Regions from separate parts of the Zea mays genome. Here region 2 is linked to region 1. A link is a contact called in public Hi-C data. All regions are on one chromosome and are shown on one strand. Each heading gives the region's core, a stretch centred on a gene start, on an enhancer-like site or on the middle of the called end of the contact. The rest is flanking DNA. Distances are from core to core; before and after follow the strand shown.

What was found. Hi-C and Micro-C count contacts between places; a contact is called where the count stands out from the background.
Region 2: a Hi-C map of leaf shows a contact between it and region 1, with 4 times the contacts expected there. The contact joins the enhancer-like site here to the promoter of LOC100284825 in region 1. A contact is called at or near these places in 3 of 25 Hi-C or Micro-C datasets (bundle sheath, leaf and tassel).

Annotation. Positions count from the first base shown.
Region 1 is chr7:42,529,206-42,532,189 of Zm-B73-REFERENCE-NAM-5.0, forward strand. It overlaps LOC100284825 (60S ribosomal protein L44), which reads left to right and starts at 1,574. Exons shown (of 4, transcript NM_001157720.2): 1 at 1,574-1,740. The coding sequence starts at 1,738.
Region 2 is chr7:42,952,026-42,955,009 of Zm-B73-REFERENCE-NAM-5.0, forward strand. LOC103632291 (phosphomannomutase/phosphoglucomutase) reads right to left here. Exons shown (of 17, transcript XM_008654105.4): 6 at 175-411. Among protein-coding and RNA genes, the nearest start is that of LOC103632291, 49 kb to the right of the region's middle. Within about 2 kb of position 1,411, at least 3 of the 20 cell types and tissues checked have an H3K27ac peak or open chromatin away from gene starts, as enhancers often do. A contact at or near this core is called in leaf, where this site is marked.

The sequences.
Region 1 (2,984 bases), core at 324-2,823:
ACTTCATCGATCATCCTGAGGTTGTCCAGAAAAGGGACAATTCTGGATCGCCGCACATCACATGAGTGATGCATATGATGCATAGTCGTCTGAAACAGGTGACATATAGTTTTCGAAACAGTGTAACACAATATTAAGGGCGGAGATTACAAGGTAACCCTAACCGAGTAATATAAGATTAAAAGTTAACTCTAATCAATAAATAACATCAAAATCAACAATTCAATAGCATAAGCTAAATCTAATATAATAGACTTAATACTTACCTAACATCAAGCCACATAGTTAATATTTGCAACGTCAAATTAAAAATAGCAATTATAATGCGTAAAGTCATATTAAAACTAAGAACACTATCGATTAACAATTTTAAACTAACTCTAATCACATAAAAGTTAACTCCTGTCGATCATAAAAACCGACGAAAATAAACATCTTCATACATATTTAACTACTCTAATCACACTCGCATTTTAATTCGATAGGTTAGTGAGTTATCCCTCGATGACGAGGCAACATGAGTGTTGTTCCATGGGAGATAACGACGACAGAGGGTTCCTCGGGTGGCGGCAGCTCCTTGGCCCAACGGCTCTTTGGTGGCTGACCGGTGTTTGGGGGCGTGGGTGGCAGCTCCTGGGAGGGGCTACAGGGGACGACGATGGACGAGGCTCCAGGTCTGAGGGTGGTGGTGGCTCCTCGCCGGAGCTGGTGGAGGTGGTGGCGCTACTGGGTGGTGACAGCTCCTCGCTTTGGCTGGTGGAGGTGGCGGCGCCGGCTCCTTGCGGGGACCAGTGGATGTGGCAGCGTGGCTCCCGAACTGGCGGCGATGGAGGCAACGTTGGGCGGCGGTGCACGACAACTGAGGCGTCGGGAGAATGATTTTGGTCGAGAGAGAAGTAGCGCGTGTGTGGGTAACCGTGACCTCATAAACAACTAATCCCCATCGGCCTTGGATTGGGCCATCGGGAATAACTCAATAAACCCCGCCAGCTTAGGTCATAGCCGACGAGAGTTGTAAAACTCAAGGCGTGCTAGGTCACGAGTCATTTCATGGCCCATTAATCTCCGTCGGCCCAGGCTACGCCCAACAGGACTTATTGAACTCCTAGGTCTGTCGACATGGGTCAGTGCAGACAGGAGTTATTAATATCTAGGAGCGCTACTTCATGGCCCACTAATTCTCGTCGGCCATCGCCATGACCGACGATAGTTAAGTAATGCACGTCGGTCTAGCCCTTGGCCGACGACAATTAACTCTCGTCGGCTCCTCCGACGGAGATAGGTTAATTCAAGTCGGTTTTGTATTTGGCCGACGAGAATTATTTTGGCCGACGGAAGTCATCCTGATTCCTGTTGTGATTTGTTGGTGGTTACCAGGTGTGGATTACCCATTAGGTATCATTAACCGATTGGGTGTGGGTATGAAAACAATTTATTACTCATGAGCAGTGACGATAGTGTATTAGATAAAATTTAATTTCGCCGGTATAAATATAGGCTAGCGAGTTCGTACTTGTTGCTGTCTCTACTTGTAGGCTGAGTGATAAAAGGCTGTAAATCTACATGACAGGCCAAATATTGGACCAAGGAACAGGCCCATGAACTCGCTAAAGCGCAGGAGGCCCGGCTCTGTTCTGATATATCGCTCCGCCGCTAGGGTTTTCAGGGATCCCGCCTCACACCGCCGCAAGGACTCGCGACGGACGGAGCAACGGAGGAAGCAACTACGCGGCAGCCATGGTCAGCGACTCCCACCTATCCTCCTTTTACCTTGTGCTTACGATCTCAGGCCTTTTCTGTCTGCCTTGTGGTACATGGCCCTGGATACTCTGTCCCGATTCGTTCCTGTGTTTTGGTCTAATTCTGCCAGCTCGGGATGGAGAGCAGTAATGTAAGCGAAGCCTTTTTAGTGATGTAACTAGGGTTTGTTTTGATCGCTGGTCTCCGCTTAGTGCTATTTTAGTTTGGGTTTCTCGCGCGGTCGTGTATTGTGAATTTTGTGTTGTTTGAGGATTTTTGTATTATATAAGGTGTTGTTTGGATGCGTATTATCCACATCAATATACAAGTTTTGAAGTGGATTGTAGTGGAAATTAGTTTAAGTTGCACTCTAGTCCATGATACATTGCATGCAAACAAGGCCCAAACATCTATATATTTTCATCTATTTTAGTGGGCATTGTTAGTTTTAAAAAAAGCGTTTACGATTAACCAGACTGCAAGCACTTATATCTGTCCAGTTCGTGTGTTACAATATATAATTATATTTGCTGATCTACTGATCGTATGCATGCATGGGTATAAATAGAGGTATCTATATCAAGCGAAATGGTTATGCCATCTATTTATTGGCAACGTATCAGGTGAAAACCAAGTTTCCGTGCAAATCAACTAAGAAAAGTCACAAAAATTTGCCTAGTAGTGTCACATTTAGTATTTTATTTATCGATTGTTTGTCTGAGGCAAAATTAAAAATTTGAACTCGTGCAATGGTGTGCAAGGTCTTCATACTAATGTTTAATTACATCTTTTGTCTCTCACAAAGGATTGTTTATCTATCCTATTAACAACAAAATGTCTTGTGTACTAATTCAAGCTTCTAACTAGCATGTAGAGAATTCGTCTCACATTAAGTAAAAGACTTTACCAAGATCTCATTCTGTCATGAGTTGGTTTTGTTCCATGACTACATGCTAACCTTGTTGATATTTTTGGGGTGCTTGTGAGAAGGAATTGACCAACGTTATCAAGTCATCTGACTAATCATGATTAATGGTGATTAGTCGGGCTGATTGGTGCCATGGTGATCAGCTATACTTAAGATTAATCGTTATTAATCGTGATCAGTTGAGATTAGTCATGACTCATGATCAATCATGACTAGTCAAGCTAATTGGTACCATGGCGACTAGGACCAATTAGACGATTTGATAACATTGGAATTGATATCTTGTTTTACTGGCACCTTTCTTACTAGAGTTCTT
Region 2 (2,984 bases), core at 161-2,660, 420 kb after region 1:
CTGTCTTTTTCTTTCTTAATGAAATGACGCGCAGTTCTCCTGCGTGATTCGAGAAAAAAATCATCAGTGGATAACTGGATATGAAAATTTAATGCGAGTTTCAGACAAGAAATCCAACAGTGTAGTAGTCTAGTAAGTCAAAAATGAGTTTTAAAATATAGCACATGGAAGCACCTTTGTCTCCAGCAGATTTACGAACTGCTTGTACAAGATCAGAAGCATAAATTGACATGTAGTCCACATTAGTGACAACTCCCTTCGAAGCTTCCCCCTGTTCTTTCAGGTTATTATGTGCAGATTCCTCATATATTTTGGAAGCACGCTCCAGGATATCTTTGATATCAGCTTTATTTAGCCCACCATCACTTGTAAAAAACTTGAGACCATTCCGATTGTAGGGGAGATGGCTTGCTGTAAAGTAGAACAATCCCAAAAGGTTAGCTCCCCTATATAATTCCAAACACTTTGTGAAAACTGAAAATGGTATAAACTTCTGGCTTGAAACAGAGAACTGCCAAAATTAGCACACCTGTATGCAACAAAATTCACAAGTATATGCACATTTTATAGTAACATGTGCCCATAACTCCATATAATCACAATATCATATAGATTATAGATAAGAATTAGAATAATCATACTCAACAATCATGAAACTACACATGATGATTATCAATTAAGTTGCATTTGTTTATCTTCCTTTTAAAGGACAAGCCTGATGCAGTGGTGAGAGCTGTCTCGCTAAGTCACTAGGTTGCGAGTTCCAAGCAGCCTCTCAGCACTTACTGAGGGGAGGCTTATCTCGGTTTATCCCTTCCTAGACCCCAATCATGTGGGAGCCTCCAGCACTGGGATTGCCCTTATTTATCTTCTTTTTGAACCTAAAACATCTCCTAGCATCCATAGCATTTAAAGAATGTTTAGATCGAAATAAAGGAAAACTAAGCAGGTGCAGAATTGAGGATTGGATAACAAATGAAAACCAAAAGAATTGTATTAAGAATAGAGTAAAACAGCCAGTTTTTTTATTTTGAATATGCTAAGTTGGATTTCTGCATCCTGAAGGGTCCCCAAATCAAACATCCAAGCACAAACTAAAACTGGAGCAATCCAAGCAGTCTGGCAGAGACCAGCACCAATGTTCAGCAGTGAATTATCATGTGGGGCCGGCAGTACAGCCGGTGTCAAAGACGCCAGAAAGAGGCTGGCACAGCTGGCCAGGGCGCCAAGGGACAGGGGGGGACCGAAGGGCCTGAAGTTTGAAAGTCTAGATCATTATGGGGTGTGAACATGAGTCTTGGATTCTAGCATGAAGTTTGAAAGTCTAGATCATTATGGGGTGTGAACATGAGTCTTGGAGTCTAGCATGAAGTTTGAAAGTCTAGATCATTATGTGGTCTGAACATGAGTCTTGGAGTCTAGCAGCCAGCAGGCTCTCTCCTATATATACATATACATATATATGTATATATATATACATATATATATGTACATATATATATATATATATATATATATGTATATATGTATATATATATATATATGTACATATATATATATATACATATATACATATATATATATATATATATATATGTACATATATACATATATATATGTATATATATATATAAGCAGTATGCAATGAGTGGATTAAGAAAGAAGTATTCCCTAAACCTCTCACCTGTTCTAGCCTTCAATCTCATCCCCTTGCTTCGGTGTCCAGGTAACAGCCCTGGCACCACCTCTTCCCATTTACGAACTACGTAGTCAGGGACCTCCCCAGCCTAGGGGGCGAGGCCCTGGACAACTTGGTATCATGATCTCGGCAATCCTCTTCCACCTCCGACCACAACTCCACTGCTAGCACTCCTTCATCTCCAAGTTCATCATCAGCGGCACCCATGGCTAACCCCACCAACGCCGGCCTGGCCAATCTCATCGCGCAGCTGACCACCAGCCTGACCACCCTCCAGGCTGAAGTGGGGGAGCTGCGCCGTGAGCGTGGTACCATTCCGTCTGGCTCGACATTCACTGAACATCAGGGTGAATGACCTCCACGTTTTCAGAAGTTGGATTTCCCGAAATTCGACGGCAAGTCTGATCCGCTGGCCTTCCTCAACCGGTGTGAATCCTATTTTCATCAACAACGGATTGCCACCGAGGAACAGGTCTGGATGGCTTCATACAATCTAGAAGGCGGCGCCCAGATGTGGTACATCCAGGTCTAGAACGAGGAAGGAACGCCATCATGGCGCCAGTTTTCAGAACTCCTCAACCTTCGTTTTGGGCCACCCATCCACTCCAACCCTCTCGGCGAGCTCATGGCCTGCAAACGGACCGGGACTGTCACTGAGTACTAGGATCGTTTCGAGGCCTTACTGTCCCGTGTCGGCGCGCTCACGGAGGCACAGAAGGTGCAGGCGTTCACCGTGGGTCTTCAGCCGCCGCTCAGCCTCGACGTTGAGATGCATAATTTTCAGTCTCTCGTCATCGCCATGAGCATGGCCCGCAAACTGGAGTTGCGCGAGCAGTACGTCACGCAGGCTGTGCAAACGCCGGCGGCCCCTCGTGGGGGGTCGGGGCCTTCTGTCGGGACCCGCCCCACCGCTGGCTCTACTCGCACCACCAATTCGTTCATCCCCACCAGCAACTGATGGTCGGCAGATTCGCCGTTTGTCCCAATCGGAGATGGAAGAACGTCGTCGACTGGGGCTCTGTTTCAATTGCAACGAGAAATTTGCACGCAGCCACAATCGTGTCTGCCAGCGCATCTTTCTCCTGGACTTGGCGGACGATGATGAAGAGGTGGCTCCAGATCATGAGCCGCACCAATCCCCACTCATCTCTCTGCGCGCCATGGCTAGAGTCCGGACTAAAGAGACGATGCAAGTGCATATCCAGTTGGGCGGCAATCGCCTCCTTGCCCTGCTGGATTTAGGGTCTACCCACAATTTCGTTTCGGCGGAAGCAACAAGCCGTAC